Linked DNA regions of Rattus norvegicus: region 2 is linked to region 1. A link is a contact called in public Hi-C data. All regions are on one chromosome and are shown on one strand. Each heading gives the region's core, a stretch centred on a gene start, on an enhancer-like site or on the middle of the called end of the contact. The rest is flanking DNA. Distances are from core to core; before and after follow the strand shown. Region 1 overlaps Ddc (dopa decarboxylase). Region 2 overlaps Grb10 (growth factor receptor bound protein 10).

Region 1 (2,868 bases), core at 175-2,674:
CAAACACTACCATGCATTGCCTAAAAACAGGGATAAGCCCTGAAAAGTACGCCATGAGGCCCTTTCATAGACATGAGGACATCAGAATTTTCACATACAAGCCGACATAGACAGTTTCGTAGAAGGGACAGGCCTTTGGGGACAGAGGAATGGATGTGATAAGTTATTGTCCGCCAGGGAAACCAGTCAATTCAAACCAGGTTTGAATAAAGTCAGGTTTCTTGGGAAGCAGCTCTGGGGCGGGTTCACTGGTCCCAAGGAACGAGGCCAGGGAAGTCGCCATGAGGCGGGGAGACAGAGGGGAGGGGGAAGAGAAGGAGAGAAAGAGCATGCGCATGCATGCAGGGGAGAGAGAGAATGCAGAGGGGGGGAGGGGGGAGCAAGAGGCCAAAATGTCTGGATTACATAGGAAAGAGCTTCTGGGGGAGGGGAAGCCCAGCCCCTGGGCTGTAAAGTTCAGGCTGGAAAGAGAGCGAGGGCAGCCATGGTCTGCTGTTGTCTGAAACCGCGTTTCAATCCTAGTGTTGGAATCAGGCTGTAGTTTGGGTCTTTATGATTAGGGCACTCACAAACTGGTCCTGTGTATCTTCTAAGACACTTTCATTAGAATATAGACTATCGGCTCCAGGAAGTTAACTAAAGGCATTGTGTAAATCTAATGCTTTCCACATATGCATTCAATAGCGGTTTTGACTGAGCCATACTGATAGTGAGAGCTTAATGTTTTCTCCCCCGCTAACCACCGAACAAAATGAAACAAAACAAGCCAACAAACAAAACAGCAAACACAACAGAAACCCAAAGCTCCCAAACTAAGAAAGCCTTTGAGTTGACTGGGATAGATAACATCTAGTTCTTTTGTCTCAAGGAGCCTTCCTGGGCAGTATAGAACTTCTGTTCCAAGAAGCCATTCAGGTCACTATGATATGCATTAAACTACGTTGAGGAACCACCGATTGGTTCTAAGCCCTACTACCCTACTTTTTAAGTTTTTCAACAGCTGGGGAAGCTAAGGCCTGACTAGGAGCCAGGCCTTGTCTACCCATTTAGTGAGACGCAGAGGCCCAATGACTTCAGCTGAGTCCTTTCTAAGCCACAACATCATCTTGATGAGGCAAGCATGCCTGTGGTTTCCAGCCTGTGGTGGTGACAGCTTTCCCCTCAAGTCCCACTGCATTACCAGATGTGCAGCCAAAGGCAGGGGCCGAATGTCCCAGGCCCCCCTTCTATGACAGGACGCGGAAAAGCATTTGTTCGCAGAGTACCTGTCACATGCCGTGAACTGGCATCGGTCCAGATCACAAAACCGTCGTGAGGAAATGTACCCAAACATCACGCACTGTGAGAAGCTACTAGAAACCTAGAGTGTGTGTGTCGATTTCTAGAGAGTCCCTGATCCAATTGCAAAAGGGATAAGGAGGGTGAGTCAACTTGTGTGTAGTAGGAAAGAAACCCTGAGTGGTTTTATCAGTCAAAGGTGGCGATGACTCTCAGTTCGGGACAGCTCACTGTGATTAGCCTGTACCAGGTTAAAGACACACCACACCTCTCTCTGGAAAGACCCCAATCCAGCCTTCACAGGACACTATAGGAAAGGGCAAAGATGGTGTTCCTAGGCTTGAGCTCGGCGAAGATCGTTTTAGTCCTGAATCTTTGGTGCCCCCTGGTGGGATGAGTTGGGAAAATTGCTGCTTCTGTGGCATTTATGCAGGACGGAGCGAGCTTTGTGTGTGTGCTTCAGCTCCTCAAAGAGGGCCTTGTGGAAGCTAAGGCGGGTGCCAGGAGGTTCCAATTAGCTAAGTGTGCCCTTGGACAGTGATCGAATGTCCATAGGTGGTTTTAATCAGTTTTTAAATTCTTTAAACATCTAGAGATTAAATAAGTTGGTGCATTCGGTGTGATCACGTAGCTTTTTTTTTTTTTTAAATTATTTAATTATTTTGGAGATAGGGGTCTTAGTATGTTGGCCTATGGGGCTTATATTTAGCATGTGGACCAGGTTTGGCCTCAGACTCACAGGGTCTTCCAGGTGCTGTGATCGCAGGCACGCACCATCACAACCAGAGGGAGGGGTGCACAGTTCTCGAATGTGGCGGGTAAGGGCGATTCCTTCCTATAAATTGGAATCAGGCTGGAACCACTGCTCCACTTCCTGCAGAAGCGATACCCCAGTGTCCACATCAGATACAACTGATGTGACTCTCAGCTGAGCCCAGGTATGATTAAGGGCCTCTCTATGACACTTGCTCTCATTGGGTTCTTTCCTATCTACAAATTAGTAAGGCTCTGTTACAATGTTTTTAAACTATCACGAGGAGGTCAAGGTAGCTTTCCTTTCTTTTAGAATCGTTCAACTGCTTCTTTATAATGTCTATTATAAAATTATCAAGGAGAGGGGGGTTAAAACATAGATCCACGATGGAAGAAAATGAGGAGGTTTTTTTTGTTTTTGTTTTCGGAGGAAACTCGAATCCTTGTGGTATAGGGCAGATGAGTTTCTTCTCAACCTGTGTGGGAGGTGCTGGTGAGGATGTAGGGCTCAGCACTTGTGAATAACTAATGGGTGTACAGTCCTACAAGGTACTGGGTGGCCAGGGTTAGGCTTAAGTCACGATGAGAAAGACAGCAACTCTCTCTTCCCTTTTTCCAGCACGTGAAGCTGTCTCATGAGTTTGAGTCCCTGGTACGCCAGGACCCTCGCTTTGAAATTTGCACGGAAGTCATCCTCGGGTTGGTCTGCTTCCGGCTAAAGGTATGTTATGTCAATGTCAGCCATCTTTGTTTTTGTTGAACGAGATAAAGTGTTATTCATGACATCCACAAGCAATGTTGTGTACCAGTTGCCAAGGGCTACAGAACATGACCTGT
Region 2 (2,868 bases), core at 182-2,681, 140 kb before region 1:
GGGGGGGGGAAGGAGAAGGAGAAGGAGAAGGAGAAGGAGAAGGAGAAGGAGAAGGAGAAGGAGAAGGAGAAGGAGAAGGAGAAGGAGAAGGAGAAGGAGAAGGAGAAGAAGAAGAAGAAGAAGAAGAAGAAGAAGAAGAAGAAGAAGAAGAAGAAGAAGAAGAAGAAGAAGAAGAAGAAGAAGAAGAAGAAGAAGAAGAAGAAGAAGAAGAAAAAGCCTCTGCGTCTGCTAGAAACCAGAAATCATTGTCCTGGGAAAATTGATTTGCGAATTCTTACTTGATGGTTCGGCTTTAAATTTCATTAGAAAATGGGAACGTCGCCAGCTAGTGAACGTTTTACCTGATTAGCTTCTGTCCTAGTTAGTTTCAGCTGTCAACTTGACACAGCCCAGAGTCATCTGAAGGGAGGCTCAGTTCAGAGATTGCCCAGATCAGATTGGCCTGTGGCCATGTCTGTGAGAGATTGTCCTAACTGGTGATTGATGTCGAAGGGCCTGGCCCATGCCTGGGCAGCCCCATCCAGAGGCAAATGGGTCTGAACTATAAGGAAAGCTGGCTGAGTGAATGTTCCTCCATTGTTCCTGTACTGAACTCTTGCCTGACTTCCCACAGTGATAGGCTGGGACCTGGAGTTAGTTATAAGTCAAGTAGCCCTTTCCCCACCAAGTTGCTTTTGGTCAGTGTTCTATTTTCAGCATCAGAAAACAGGCTCGCATCCCTTTTGCAGTGGCTGGGCTTGCCATCTTGCTTGCCCTCAAAGAGCACTCTTCCCTGTGTTAGCATTAGAACCCACAATTCACCTTGGGGTGTGGGGGTGGGGAGGCAGCTTGTTACACCCACAGCATGTGAATATCTGCTCTTTATAGACGCAGGCTAAGCATCTCTCATCCAAAAGTGGCATCTGAAATGCCTCAGACTCCAACATGAGGCCACAAATGGAACACTCCACTTTTGCTACTTCATTAAACTATTAACATATTAAAGTTATTGTTTTATTATATAAAAGAACCTTCAAGCTAAAGATTAGTCCTCTCTTGAAACTAAACTTTACATTTAGACTCAGTCTCCTCCCCAGGTAACCTCATTGTGCATATGCAAATAGTCCCCAGACTAAAGAAACTTAAAATTACACACATTTAAGGTAGGCCCTATGAGCAACTAAGAATGTGTTTTTTCCCACACTCCACACCTCTGGTGGCTCCTCCTGGTTTAGAACAGAGGTGAAAGCTTTTTGTCTTAGCTGAGGGTATCCCATACAGCTGGGAAGTGTTCAGCACCACTACCGAGCCTTAATTAGCCTCTCCACTCTAGAGGCAGGCATTAGGCTAAGTATAAAACTGCCTTGCTGGCTGAGACTCGCCCTTGTTCACATGTGCGCCTGTGCTGTGAGGTATCTTTTTTCCCAGCATGGCACCTCCCTCCTCTCTTATCCCTCCCCCCTCATCTATGTCTGGGTACTTGTCTCCCAGACATTCACCTCACCCTCTTAACCAGCCTGAGTGGAGTCAGAACAAACATAAGAATGAGGAGAATCCCTGGAGGGAAGCCAGCAGGGTATTTTGAGTGTGTTCAGCAGAGGGAATGGAGTAAACTCTCTCTCTCGTGGCCACGAGTGCCAAGTCTCCACACGTCTAGGAAAGAGAATACAGATGTTGACCTCATCTGGAGAGGTTAATAATTACATGTCTTCAGGTTCTCTAGACAACTACATGCAAATGACTACTTGTTTATCTTTCACCTTACCTCAAAGTAGTTTCCTTCTTGTAATTTCATACACAGACATGCTGTGCTCAGTCAAAGCGGTAGGTTCCTAACGGTTTTAGAGTCCTGGCATCTTGGATTCGTTTACATGAGCAGTGCATTCCTCGGCTTTTATCCCTGGGAGTGTTTCTGTTCACACCATCCCCACTTTCTCCACTGAGCCCTGGAAAGGAACCAGATCAGTGGCACCAATATCATAAATACTTGAAAGGGGAAGTGACAGTATTTCCTTTTTCATGTAACTCTGGAATATAAATATGAGTTCTGATCATTGAGTCACGACAAAACAGTGTTTTATCAATAATTGTGTTAGCCTGCCACCACTACAGCAAAGTAGACTTGAGGCACAAACCTCTAAAGATAAAAAGAAAGGTTATTTTGATTCAGTTATGGAGGGTCTGGTCCAAGATCACACGGCCCTCCTTGGTGTGGGGGTGCTGCTGTTAATCGAGGCACTGAGAGGAAGAACTCAATTCCACAATGTCTCCTTGAAGAGATTGCCCACAGTGACTGACCACCCAAAGCTTCCATTCTCTAAATTTCACCAGTCTAAGGACCAAGTCCTGGACACATGGACCTTTGGAGACACTCAGTTCAAACTGTAACAATAAGACAGTTGACACTTTCTCTTTGCTTTTGGTTTCTAAGTATATTCCTCAATATAAGGAATAAAGTTGTTTAATGAGTGGAGGAGAGGTATAATGAGGATGGAGGAAGAGCTTGAAGAACAGAGAAAGGGAGGAAGATGGGGTCAGGAAGCCTTGAGCATCTCCGGTGGTGCACAGGACAGTACTGGCATGGCAGGCCTGGTGACCGCGGGGTCTGAGCATGTCTTCAGTGGTGCCCTCCCCTGAACTAGGCTAGATATGTTCTACTGAACAGCCAGAGCTCTTCGGGGCTTTTCAGACCTCAGAAAAGTCCCAGAAGAGAAAGTCTACCCTCTACAGAGTAAGAGACCTGATGGGGTACAGCTCTGTCCAAGTGGGGTCCATGAATTAGACAGTCATGTGGTTTGATGGGACTAGCCCCTGGCCTGGTTCTGTTAGATTCCTACGAGTAGCCTTTCATCACTGAGACTCTGGGCCGACCGTGGCCTGGGATGTGAA

What was found. A called contact is a pair of places that touch in the nucleus more often than the background predicts.
Region 2: a contact with region 1 is called in a Hi-C map of the A7r5 cell line, with 4 times the contacts expected there. The contact joins two enhancer-like sites. A contact is called at or near these places in 4 of 12 Hi-C or Micro-C datasets (the A7r5 cell line, kidney and psoas muscle).

The regions. Positions count from the first base shown.
Region 1 is chr14:90,600,652-90,603,519 of GRCr8, reverse strand. Ddc (dopa decarboxylase) reads left to right here. Exons shown (of 15, transcript NM_012545.4): 13 at 2,651-2,752. Among named protein-coding and RNA genes, the nearest start is that of Fignl1, 11 kb to the right of the region's middle. Within about 2 kb of position 1,424, at least 11 of the 93 cell types and tissues checked have an H3K27ac peak or open chromatin away from gene starts, as enhancers often do. A contact at or near this core is called in the A7r5 cell line, where this site is marked.
Region 2 is chr14:90,736,069-90,738,936 of GRCr8, reverse strand. All of the region lies in intron 4 of Grb10 (growth factor receptor bound protein 10), which reads left to right. Among named protein-coding and RNA genes, the nearest start is that of Ddc, 55 kb to the right of the region's middle. Within about 2 kb of position 1,431, at least 7 of the 93 cell types and tissues checked have an H3K27ac peak or open chromatin away from gene starts, as enhancers often do. A contact at or near this core is called in the A7r5 cell line, where this site is marked.